Linked DNA regions of Mus musculus: region 2 is linked to region 1. A link is a contact called in public HiChIP or PLAC-seq data. All regions are on one chromosome and are shown on one strand. Each heading gives the region's core, a stretch centred on a gene start, on an enhancer-like site or on the middle of the called end of the contact. The rest is flanking DNA. Distances are from core to core; before and after follow the strand shown. Region 1 holds the start of Dyrk3 (dual-specificity tyrosine-(Y)-phosphorylation regulated kinase 3). Region 2 holds the start of Il10 (interleukin 10).

Region 1 (6,121 bases), core at 837-3,336:
AGGTCCCTGTGTCTTTTCCTTATGATTTTGGGATAATTGCATTTAAAACACATATTGCAAGCTCTTTAGTTTTCCTGTTCACTAGAACTGGCTTCTAAAGACAGGCAGACATCTCAGGTGACTTGGCTAGTATGTGGTAGGATTCTTATTTTATATTTTCAGAAAGATAATGCTGATTTCCAACCACTCTTCATTTATTTAAAATCCGTTAATTTATTATTCAGTGACTTCATACACTATATCTTTGGAAAAAATTTTTGATTTATCTTATTCTTTTGAGCATATGTCGGTGCAGCACATGTGTGCCTGGTACTCTCAGATGTCCGATCCTCTTCCAGAGCTGCTAGTGCTCATGACCACTGAGCCATCTCTCCAGCCCCTATCCAATATATCCGATCACATCCAACCAAAGTCCCTCCCTCCTACTCCTCACTTCCTCAAAACTTTGTCCTTCCACCAGCATGTTCCCCCACCTTTTTTTACTTACTTTAATGTAACATTTATCAAATATATTTTGCATAGATTTCCATAGGTTGCACATATGTAAGCATATGGAACACTTTATACAGAGAAATCGTATTTTCTTTGTATTTCAATATCTGTTGAAGTACACTTAAATGAGTCTTTTCAAGAGCCGGAGGGTACAGGGCAATTGCTTAATGAGGGTGTGGTCGTTGTTACAAAACAGGGGTTCTTTGAAGAAATACTGAAAAGTACTTAGGTCACCAAGGTCAGATACTCAGGAGGTCCAGCACCCTCAAGGAGTTCTCCCTCCCTTACTAGGGAAATAACCTACTAAAGACAAAGGCAGCCTCTGTATCTACTCCCCTAACCCGCTGGAGGCAAGTAGAACAGGAAGGCTTTAGCTTGGCTCTAGAAGATGCGCCTTAAAGACAGAAGGGAAGACTTGCAGTGATTCGAAATGAGGTAATTAAACATGTCCAGGCAAGTCCCAACCAACCCTTCCGGTAGTAGTCTGGGGTGTTCACCTCTTAGAAGTCCTGAGAGCAGGATCAGTTAGTAGAATTTTGTAATCTTGGAGCGGGGGAGGTGCCTTTGTTGCCATGGAACTCTGTCTACAAACAAGAGTCAAAGAGCCCAATTTAAAAACAAAAACCCTAGGAAAGTAAGATTGCACTGGTTGTGGATGAAAGAGAGACAGAAAACTTCTAAAAGATCATCATTGAAGAAAACATTTTTACTTATATCACAGGCTAAGTCAACACTGAACAGATGAAAATAAAGTGTCCCAAATGGACAGATTCTTAGCTGCAAATAGAGTGTGGATCTTCTGAGAACAGGGACTGTGACTTTTACGAACCCCAAAAGGAGCCTCGGTTGGACATTTGAAGATTCGTGGAATTATGCTCTATGAAATAATTTCCAGTGTGCACCAGGTGGCGTGCGCCACCGATGCGTGGAAGAACCTTTGGTTTTTGTTTTGTTTTGTTCTCATAGATCCAATGGGCTCATCCTATGTGTATGAGTTTATGCCTGTGCACCACATACGTGCCTGCTACTCTCAGATGTCAGAAGAGGGCATTAAACACCCCGGGACTAGAGTTATGGATGGTTGTGAACTGCCACGACCGTGTTGGGAATCAAATCCGCTCTTGCAGAGGAGTTTTGCAGCCTTAGGAAATCTGATGGGCACCAAGCTCAACACAACCGCCACTTCTGTGGCTTAACAGCCTTTCTTTTCACTTCCATTTTAACTGTCGAAATAGACTTAACATGGACGGTACTTCTCAGAAAGAGTGAGGTACGCTTTCACATATTAAAGATGCGCAGAGCTCTCCAAGCGGTCTGCTGAGCAGGCAGGCTGTGCTGCTGATACTCCCATGTTTGGTTTCACGGCTAGGTGAATACGAAGAAGCGTAGGTTCCAAGCCAGTTTCCTCTTTTGCAAAAAGAACTGCGAGCACACCACCCAGGAACAGCACGCCCCTCGCTCCGCCTCCTCCCCGCTCCCTCCAAGGCGGCGTTGCGCAGGCGCGGCAGGGCGTGCGCGGTTGCTAAGCGACGCGGCCGCTCCCGCGTGGTCTCCCTGCGGACCGCGCGAGCCCAGTGCCCAGCCTCGTCTTGTAGCGAAGCCAGCAGGTGCGGTGCTGGAGGCGACCCACCGGGCCAACCGCCGCCTCTGTGTCCGCGGGGCGAGCTCGCGATGGGAGGCGCAGCCCGCGATCGCGGGAGGAAGGACGCGGCGCTGCCGGGGGCCGGGCTCCCGCCGCAGCAGCGGAGGTAACGGCGCCCGGGTAGGAGCGGGAGGACTCCTTGCGGGTCTGGGCTGCCTGTCCATCAGCGCGGTGAGCGGGAAGGGCGGGGGAGGGCGGGCGGGACGGCGCGGCCTCCGGAGAGCTGGGTCTGGGACCTGCGCGCAAGACCTGCGCCCTGTTGCTCCGAGAGTCTGCCCAGCCCGCCCTGGCCCTGGGGTGGAGCAGCAGAGACCCGGGACCTTGTTCCCCATGTGCCGCTTTTGGGGGGGGGTCCCTTTCCCCCTCCGCATCGGGCCCTGGCTAAAGGAACCCAATCCGCTCGTTCGCGTCTGGCTGTTACTCTGCAGATGCGGTGCTGGTGTGTTTCATCGTGCAGTATGGCAGAGGCCGGACCTGTCTAGAAAATTGCCTGTTATCAAAACATTGTCTGAACCTCAATATATTTTTTAGAAGATATTTTAATTTCTTGTGGGATGTTTTTAAAGCCCTCCTTTATTCCTTTAACACTTGTGTTAAACTCTATAAGTATTTTTTTTTAATAAGACAGATCTCAAAAGTGACTGAAAAGATATTTTTTTTAAAGACAATGAAAAATGTTACCTAGTCATGGTTGTGTTAGTAGTATATAATCTGAGATGGTAACATGAACCGGTGACCAGAGTGACCCGCAAATCCGTAGTCTTGGGAGCAGATAAAATGCATTATTCAAGGCCATCTTGTGGCTTTAGTAAATCCTGCCCATTGTTTGTGTGCCTTCACTGTGGAGGACCCACAGTGTAAAGACAGAACCATTCTGTAGTCCTTTAGCATTTTAAATATCTCCATATGCCAGGAAATGAAGTGGGAACAGAAGAGAGATTTGGTACATCGTGTAACTTAAAGCAAAGCATCGGGTGGGTTCCTGTTGGCTGCCTTTTTTCACTAGTTAGCTTAGCTGTAAATGGGTGCATAAAATAATGAAGAGAAGACAGCTGTTCTGCTAGTCTTCTCTTCTTGTAGTCTGAGAGTGTAGACGTCCTTTTCTTCCCATTTACCTGTGAGGCTGTTCAGAGGGGGAAGGTAGCACAGCCAGGGGCTGAAACTAGAATAGAGGTGTTAGACTTGCATTCTAAAACAAACCTCTATGTTATGTTTATTTCTTTCTGCTTTTAGGTTTCTTATTCAGTTCAAGTTAATTGGTAGTCCCTCATTTTTTGAACAGCATTCGATTACTTATTATTTGTTAGTTAGAGACAGGGTCTCTTTATTATGTAGCTTTGGCTGTCCTGGAAGTCACTCTGTAGACCAAGCTGGCCTCAAACTCAGCAGAGATCCACCTGCCTCTGCCTCCTGAGAGAGGGATTAAAGGAGTGTGTCACCACACCAGTCTGTTGTAACTAATGTAAAATTGAATCCAGAGATTTTTTTTTTCCATTCTTTACAAAGAAAAAGGAAACAGATGTGTTGGTGCAGAGGTGGAGGCAGGTGGATCAGTTTGCGTTCGAGGCCAGTCTGCTCTACACAGCAAGTTCCAGAACAGCCAGGACTATGTAAGAAACCCTGTCTCAAAAAAACAAAAAAAAAATTACAGGGAAGAGAAAGGTTAGAGTCCTTCTCTCCCACTGCCGACTGCCCGGCTTGTTTTTGTGCAGTGTCAGAAAGGGTAAGAAGCGCTTAAATCCTGGGGTGTTTTGAAAATGCAAGCTCATTTTGTTTAGTTACTGACCGGTTTTATCTGTAACCGTTTCTCCTAGGTTGGGGGATGGTGTCTATGATACTTTCATGATGATAGATGAAACCAAGGGCCCACCCTATTCGGACACATTCAGCAACCCCTCTGAAGCACCTGTCTCCAGAAGGCTAAATGTAAGTAGGAAAGGAAAGAAAGTTGCTTGGGGGAAGAGGAAGTGCTCCTTAATGCTCTTGGCAACGCGGGAGTTCCATTTGTTATTTGTGGGTTGGCTGCTTTTGTTTTGAGGTTTTTGGTTGGGGAGTGTGTGTGGTTCTTTTGCTTTTTGAAAGATTATTGTTTTGACACAGAGTTGCTTAGTGTGTGTAGTCCTGGCTGACCTGGAACTCTGTGTAGACCAGGCTGGATTCAAAGTCAGAGGTGTACCTGCCTCTGTCTCCAGAGTACTGGGATTAAATGGGTATATTACCATACTCATATTACCATGCTTGGTTTGCTTTTGATTTCTCCTGACTTGGGGAAAACAGTTTCTGTGGTTTGAGGTCGGCTTTTTTTGGAACAGTTTGGATTTGAAGTCCACCCTTTCCTTATTCCTTCTGCTGGGGTAGGCATGGCACTTGGGGTCGCGGAAGGAACTCTTGTTTAAGCGGTGTTTCTTTTTTATGGTAGGTGACATACATAGAGCATGACAAAGGCTTCTTTTAACAGAAGTAACAAGGAAAATAGTGTCAGAATTCACAATCAGCTCAGTTTTTCCCGTTTAGTCCTGGCAGATCAGTATATGAAAGACAGTTTAAAAAAAAAAAAAAACCCAAAAAACAAAAGAACAAAACTTCATAAATTAAGTTGAAACAGTAAGCCTGGGTTTCTCTGTGTTGCCCTGGCTGTCCTGGAACCCGCTCTGTAGGGGTCAAAGGCGTGCACCACCGGGGGCCACTCGTCCAGCTTGGGCTTTGGTACATTCTGATCCTTTATGAGCCCCAGACCCTTAGCTTTCGGTGCCCTTTTGTTTAAGGTAAGAATGAGATGAACTCACAGTCCACAGGCACAGGCAGAGGAGCAGAGCAGGGTTTGGACAAGTTCCAAGGCAAGGAGTCACGGTCTGTGACTTGAAACTGTGCTACAATGTGTCATCTGCTGAAGTGTCTGACTTCCTGAGCTGGCACGGCTATGTACTTTTCCCTTCCGAGGTTCCTCTTAAAACCCACCTTTGTTGCTTTGTTCCTTCCTTGCTTTACTCTGTAATTTTGCTTTAAAAATAGTAACATTTTATTTGTGCATGTTTTGTGGTGTGTGTGTGACCAGACTTAGTGGCAAGCACCTTTATCTGCTGAGCCATCTTGTTAGCCTTGTCATTGTTTCTAGTTCTTCCCTAGGTCTTACCACTCTCAGGGTTAATAATATTACAAGCTTGGTCTAAATACGTTTGGAAGTCTGGTCACCCCATTTTTAATCTCTTCTGGGGTACAGTGGGGCTTCTTTCCATTCCTGTCAGTTGATTTCTGTGGTCTCTGAACACCTCTGAGAAATCCAGAGCCACCTCTGTGGTGGCCATCGAATTTCCTGGCTCCCTGCAGTTGGGCATCAGGCACAAACCTCATTTAACTTTAGGTTAGAGTTGATCCGTGTTGATCTCTATCCTAAACTTCTCTCAAATTATATTTCAGGATCAAGTGAATTTCTTACTGCATGTTGTTGACTCTGACAGTTATGGAGAAGCCCTAAGATTTTAGATTCTAATCCAACATGTCATTGCAAGGGCTTTTCTTTAACCTCCCTATCCACTTTTATTGTGTGTGTGATATTGATGTACGCTCTTCTGTCTTATTTGGTTTCTTGATCAAGAGCTTTCACACATGACCAGCCTTGCTAGCCAGCTTGCTCTGTTTTTGCCTTCTGAAGCTGGAATTAGAGGCAGATTCCATGCCCACCCAGTGCTGACAGGACGGGTCCTCATGCAAACACTTTAACCCCTGCCCTGTCTCCCCAGCCTCTGTTATTGGCAGACTTGGCTGGGAGAGTGCTTTTCAATCCCGTGGGAGCACTTACAATCCCTAATGCTATGATTCCATTCGCAGTGTCCATTAGTCCTGGCACAGCCTCAGAGGCAGCCTGAGAGCTTTACAAGGCGCTCCTTTCACATGCTCTAATCTGTCAGTCATTTCCCTAAAGGCTTCGTTCTATTGAACCAAGTTCTTTGCTGCAGAGATTTAATTAAGGTCAGGAGCTGGTAGAAG
Region 2 (5,916 bases), core at 2,476-4,975, 120 kb after region 1:
TTAGTTTAAAAAAGGAAAAGAAAGAGAGAGCACTATGTGTGTGCACATACACCAGTTACTTTATGTACAATAAAGAAATGGGGACAGGGAAATGAAAGAAGAGAGACAACTATACTGTAGTAGTCAGGATGTGGTGGGACCAACCTTCTCCCAGCTTTAAGCACTGCCAGGAGTCAGCAAGGGAAGCATTCAGTCCCCAAAGCACTGTCTTCAGGGTGGCACCTTTTCAACTAATTTTTTTTAAGAGGCCAGTGCTCATATAATGCTTATGCAGAATGTTATGCAAAGATGCCAGAGGGAGCAGTTTGTAAGCAGGGCAGTGATAGAGATAGCAGGGAAATGGTTGGTGTTTTTTTTTTTTTTTTTTTATGTTTTGAGTGTGTAGGCAGTCCTCACCCTGCAGCTCTGACCTGCTGTCATGGAATTCATGCCCACTAATGTTAGAGCCCTGCCAGGTGTCTCTGCCTAGCCCACAAAGATGATGATGTAGGCCACATGGCTTCTGGGAACTAGGGTTGAATAGGTTCACAGGCAGTTGGAAGTGTGAAACCTCATTTTGTTTGCCAGGTGGAAAGTGCCCCGGGACAAGTAAGAATTCTGCTTTCTGCTCGTTCTGATTTGGGGGAGGGGCATCCAGGCTGAGCCCCAATGATGTACCTGAGTAAATTAATTCATGTCTGCTTTCTGTACTTGTGGGTTCAGCCTGTTTCCCAACAAGGTACTTTCTGTACTTTCTGTTTCCTATGTCACTCTCCTCAACACCTAGTGCCCTGTGCTCATAGGCTGTCTGGTCAGTCTAAGCCAAAAGCCTGCAAAAGTGGAGCAGTCATTTAGAAACTGCCAGAGACGCTTTGCAGAAAACAAATGTAACTGAGGTGGTGGCTTTCTAACTGGCAGAGGAGGTCACACCATTTGCTGGGTTCCCACACTCCAGGTGCAGAATAGCTCCCGCCCTCCTTCTGCGCTTTGGTGAGTAGACAGAGGTCTTGTTACACTCGCCCCCTTTGCCACTTACCTTATTAAAATCACTCTTCACCTGCTCCACTGCCTTGCTCTTATTTTCACAGGGGAGAAATCGATGCTGAAGAAGAAAAAAGAGAGCATTGGTAATTCTTGCTTGAATTCTGCATCCATGGTACTTGGGGGAAACTATCTTGTTGTGTGAGGAAGGAGACACCCTTGCTCATCTTCAATGCCCACTTCTTAGCTCCCAGGGAGAACTGAGCCGTGATTGGTCCTTATCTATTTCGGTAGGGACTGAGGGGGACAGCAGAGGACAGCCTAGAAAGATGCAATGTATGTCTTTGCAATCACTAAGATGGCTTGCTAAGTGTGGGTGTGAACTCAGGTCTCGGGTTTTGTCTCTCAGAGCTCCAAGGCACCTGTTCTGTTTTTAGTGTCTCTTCTTGTCTATCTCCAATCTCAACCACCATGAACTATTTCTAGGTGTCTGAGAGAGGAGCGAAAGTCTCAGCTACTGGGGCCAAATCGTCAGGCCAGAACCGTTGCACAAGTAGACTCCAGCTGATGTCCCAGTATCAGTGAGAGAAGTAAGAAAAACAAGAGCAGCCAAGGCATCGCTTCAGAGACATAGATGCCCCGACTGTATTATTCATAGATACTGGCTTAGGGATAGCAGTCTTCTGGCCCTTCTGAAACACCAGCGTCCTGTCAGCCCAGCTCTGTGCCACTGAATTTGCTTCCCAAAAGATGAGATAAAGAGATGAATGTTTTCCTGTGCTTGGGAGCCTCAGCTGGCAGCCCAGAGGTGAGGGAGCCATGACTGAAGCCCCAGCCTTCCCATGGAGAGAGAGGGGAGTAGCTAATAACCCACAATGACTCACAAATAACAGGAAGGCTATGCGCAAATCTTCACGTGTGAGTGCCTCAAAGTCACTCCCACACTCGCTCAGAGACAGATGAGCAAGAGACCCGACACCGGACAGGCGTCTCTCTAGATTTACCTAGTCTCCTGTCTAGTCTGTGTGTGTCTCTGGATGCATGTGGCCTGACTGGGCTGTAGGAGACAGTATTTGTTGGGTGGCTCTAAGGGGATTGGGGGTGGGGAAGAACGCATCTGCTACTCACACAGCGCCTCAGCCGCATCCTGAGGGTCTTCAGCTTCTCACCCAGGGAATTCAAATGCTCCTTGATTTCTGGGCCATGCTTCTCTGCCTGGGGCATCACTTCTACCAGGTAAAACTGGATCATTTCCGATAAGGCTTGGCAACCCAAGTAACCCTAGAGGCAGGGATCAGAGGTTGGGTGTGACTTACTGGAATGGTGATCTGTTGCTGCTAACCTTGATGGACTGTCCTGTTCCTAGGGACCCCCCCCCCATCCCCGCCCCTTCTAGTTACATTTTCTCCCTTTACCACAGAATGAGCTCTTCACAACCCTTGACTGCTGGCGATATGCTGAGTCAAGGTCTTCTCACTTCTCTTTTTGAAAGTCAAGGCATCAGACCCAGCTCTGCTGTCACAAGCAGCACCTCCCGTCCCGTCCCTAATCGCTTGGTCGCTCCCCAGCACCCACCGGACTCTTACCTTAAAGTCCTGCATTAAGGAGTCGGTTAGCAGTATGTTGTCCAGCTGGTCCTTTGTTTGCTGGAAGAACATAAAGAACGTGAATGCAAGGACTGGGGAAAATACCCAATGTGCATGTCATTTGAATACTTTTCCATTTGTAGAGTTTTGAATTTGTAATCAATTCAAATGCCCTGGCAACTGTGGAAAGGAGAGTTTTAAGAACAGGATTTGACAGTGCTAGAGCCCGGAGTTAAATCAAAGTCCTTCCTCTTGGGATCCAGTTGTTTTTAAAAACTTCTGACTGAATTTAACTGACTGGGAGAAGTTAGACCCAGGCCCGGTCTTCTTTCAGATGAGTCAGATCAGGTTTCAAGAGCACCTGTGTCAACCCTTCCTTTCTGGAGTCCCTTATAGAAAGCCTGTTTTGCATAGCTCTCTGCCTTCTTTGGACCTCCATACCAGTTCCAGGAGCTCTGAAAGGGGAATACTTTTGTAATGCAAGCTCTCTATGCTGGTGCTGCTTCAAACCCCCAAACCTCTGTCCCCCAGATCTAGAGACTACGCAGAGACCACAGACTTTTGTCCTAGCCAGCAAAACATGGAGCCTTATTGGAAACTTAACAGAAAGTTCTTGAGCATGGGAGAGACAATGCATTCACCTCCTAGTTAGCTTTTCGGATGTGCCTGGGTTTAGTTTAACTCATGGCTTTCCCTAGGACTCTCTAGATTTAAGTTTAAGGGTAATAGGTGCTGGAAATAGGGGAGGAGCAGCATGAGGTAAGAGCTGGAGGAGGAAGAGGGAGAGGAGGAAGAAGAGAAGGAGGAGGAAGAGAAGGAGGAGAAAGCAGAGGAGGAGAAAGAGAAGGAGGAGAAGGAGGAGGAGAAGGAGAGCTATTTTTGCAGTTCCATCAGAATGCATATTTCAGGTGATGGCAGGAAGAAAGGCTAGGCGAGCTCATACTTACAAAGAAAGTCTTCACCTGGCTGAAGGCAGTCCGCAGCTCTAGGAGCATGTGGCTCTGGCCGACTGGGAAGTGGGTGCAGTTATTGTCTTCCCGGCTGTACTGGCCCCTGCTGATCCTCATGCCAGTCAGTAAGAGCAGGCAGCATAGCAGTGCTGAGCCAGGCATGATGGAGCTCTCTTTTCTGCAAGGCTGCCTTGTGGCTTTGGTAGTGCAAGAGCAAGTCTCTAAATGTAGACCTCCTGTTCTTGGTCCCCCTTTTATACTGAAGGCTCAGTGGGGCCTTCCTGGCAAAGGTTTTTGTTATTCAGGCTCCTCCTCCCTCTTCTAAACCATGCAATTTTTGAGTTTAATTTCTTTCTTTTTTTTTTTCCTTTCCCTTTTTTTTGCATTGTAAGCGCTAAAGAACTGGTCGGAATGAACTTCTGCATTACAGCTATTTTTAGTATGGGCTACCTCTCTTTTAATTTTTTTTTCTTTTTAGCTTCTCAATACTAAAAGTTGTATTTCCTGAGGCAGACAGCTGTTCTATGTACAGAGGCCCTCATCTGTGGATTCCATTCACGCACTCCCAGGTCATAATGACGTGGATAAATGGGCTATTCCAGAACATATTAGGATTGAGAAATAATTGTTTCCTCCACTCAACCTGGGTTGAACGTCCGATATTTCTTGCTGACTCGGAAGTCACCTTAGCACTCAGTTACCCAAAGGAAACCCCGAGAGGGCTGATTTTCTTCAGACCTCACTCTCTTTAATTCTTCCATCACGTATTCAAGACTATCCTTTGAGGATATGTGTGCTGTGGGGCAGTTGGTCAGAGGAGAGTTCTGGTGCCTCCTCTGCCCCGTGTTTCACGAAGAAGCTCAGATCCCAGCATGAGAAGTTAGGAGAAGGAACTCAGACTTCTGGGAGGCTTGCTCTGTGCTGTCGGGTAGACCTTACCATGGCCCTGTTTTACAATGTCCCAGCCTTGGAGACGTGTAACCTGTAGCTGTTGAAGGATGGAGATGTTAGTACTTCTACAGATACCTGGGAGATCTCTGGTAGTCCTTTGATTATGTCTGGACCTTCCCTTCAGTAGGGACTTCTCCTACTACCTCAGTTTGGGTGGGAAGAACATTCGCCTAGAGTCCCCTATTGCCTTTCATTCTGTACCCTGGGCAAGCAACTACTTGTCCTCCTGGTACCTGTTTTCTGTGTGACCCAAGGGGGGGGGGCAATGCTACACGTCCTGTTGACCAGGGAATGTTTGCTTAAATAAAAGTAGACCCATGTAGAGGGTACACTCCCGGGCTGTCCTTCCTGCATCAGTACGGGGGAGGATCTTCGTTGGCACAGGGTTCCAAGCCTGCCCCATTGGAGAGGGTTACCACACCAGGGCTGGTAGAACAGGAACTCGGGGTTATCTCGTCTTATCTGATGCAGTGGCTGGCAGATCAGGATCAAGGGGGTCTGGCCTCTCCTCCTGACACTCTTCGACGGGAAAAGAATCTTCTAGAAGTTGGAATGGAATTGACTCAAGAACTGCTGCTCCGGTCAGTTCCAGGCTGAGTTTTCTACCAGCAGCAAGCACAGGGAAGGGGACAAGCTGCCTCCATCCCTTTCACTTTCTCCTTCCCTTTTGATTTCTGTTTTTTGTTTTTTTTTGGGATGTCCGTTTCCAACAGCAGAAGCAACTGCCTCTCTGAGCTGATGTTTTAGGTGTGGACACACTGCTGTAGATCAGAGATCTGAACCCCAGAAGAGGCTCAAGACCCAGCTAGCATGGACCCTCACTGCCCTCTCTCCTGACTGTGACCTGTACTTACTGCACGGTGATAGCCACAATCCCCTTTGCTGCCTTCCTGCATGTTTTTTTTTTTATTTCTGAGCAGCTACAAGGTCCCTGAACATATTGTGTTTAGCTTTGTGTGTCTGACCCCCCCCCCCCCAGAACTGAATCTGGCCTATAGAAGGTACCAGCTGTCCTTGGGACTGGCACTGGACAGTTCTATGAGCTTGATCCAGAGGTAGGAGATGAAACACCAGGAGAAGCAGAGGGGTGAGCACAGAACTCAGCAGGAGAAGCAGCACCTCTTATATCTTCCCGTAATTATTTTTTTTTGTCTAGAATATCCTTTTACACATGTACATAAAACTATTTCATAATATGTTAACATAAAACATTAATATATTAGCATGTACTTAATTATAGCACATAATTTATATCAATATAATGATACATCATATTTATATTAATATTTTAATAGTGTCTGAGCATATACTAATATAAATATAATTAGTTTCATGAATATACTATGTCATGTATTACTGTATTAATGTTATAAATGTATATACTCCACACTCCCACAATGACAGAAAGAAGAGAGATATGTGAAAACTATTTATATTTCTTGTTAATATATATTCAACTAAGTGGGTTT

The links. HiChIP or PLAC-seq counts read pairs in DNA pulled down with a chosen protein or histone mark.
Region 2: a contact with region 1 is called in an H3K27ac HiChIP or PLAC-seq map of bone marrow-derived dendritic cells, with 2.5 times the contacts expected there. The contact joins the promoter of Il10 here to the promoter of Dyrk3 in region 1. A contact is called at or near these places in 1 of 39 promoter capture datasets (macrophages), 5 of 115 datasets of contacts at active chromatin or transcription factors (CD8 T cells, the SCID.adh cell line, bone marrow-derived dendritic cells and 2 more) and 2 of 9 other capture datasets (adipose tissue and liver).

Annotation. Positions count from the first base shown.
Region 1 is chr1:131,134,199-131,140,319 of GRCm38.p6, reverse strand. It overlaps Dyrk3 (dual-specificity tyrosine-(Y)-phosphorylation regulated kinase 3), which reads left to right and starts at 2,086. Exons shown (of 3, transcript NM_145508.2): 1 at 2,086-2,240; 2 at 3,949-4,060. The coding sequence starts at 2,164.
Region 2 is chr1:131,017,654-131,023,569 of GRCm38.p6, reverse strand. It overlaps Il10 (interleukin 10), which reads right to left and starts at 3,725. Exons shown (of 5, transcript NM_010548.2): 1 at 3,494-3,725; 2 at 2,547-2,606; 3 at 2,089-2,241; 4 at 1,016-1,081. The coding sequence starts at 3,658.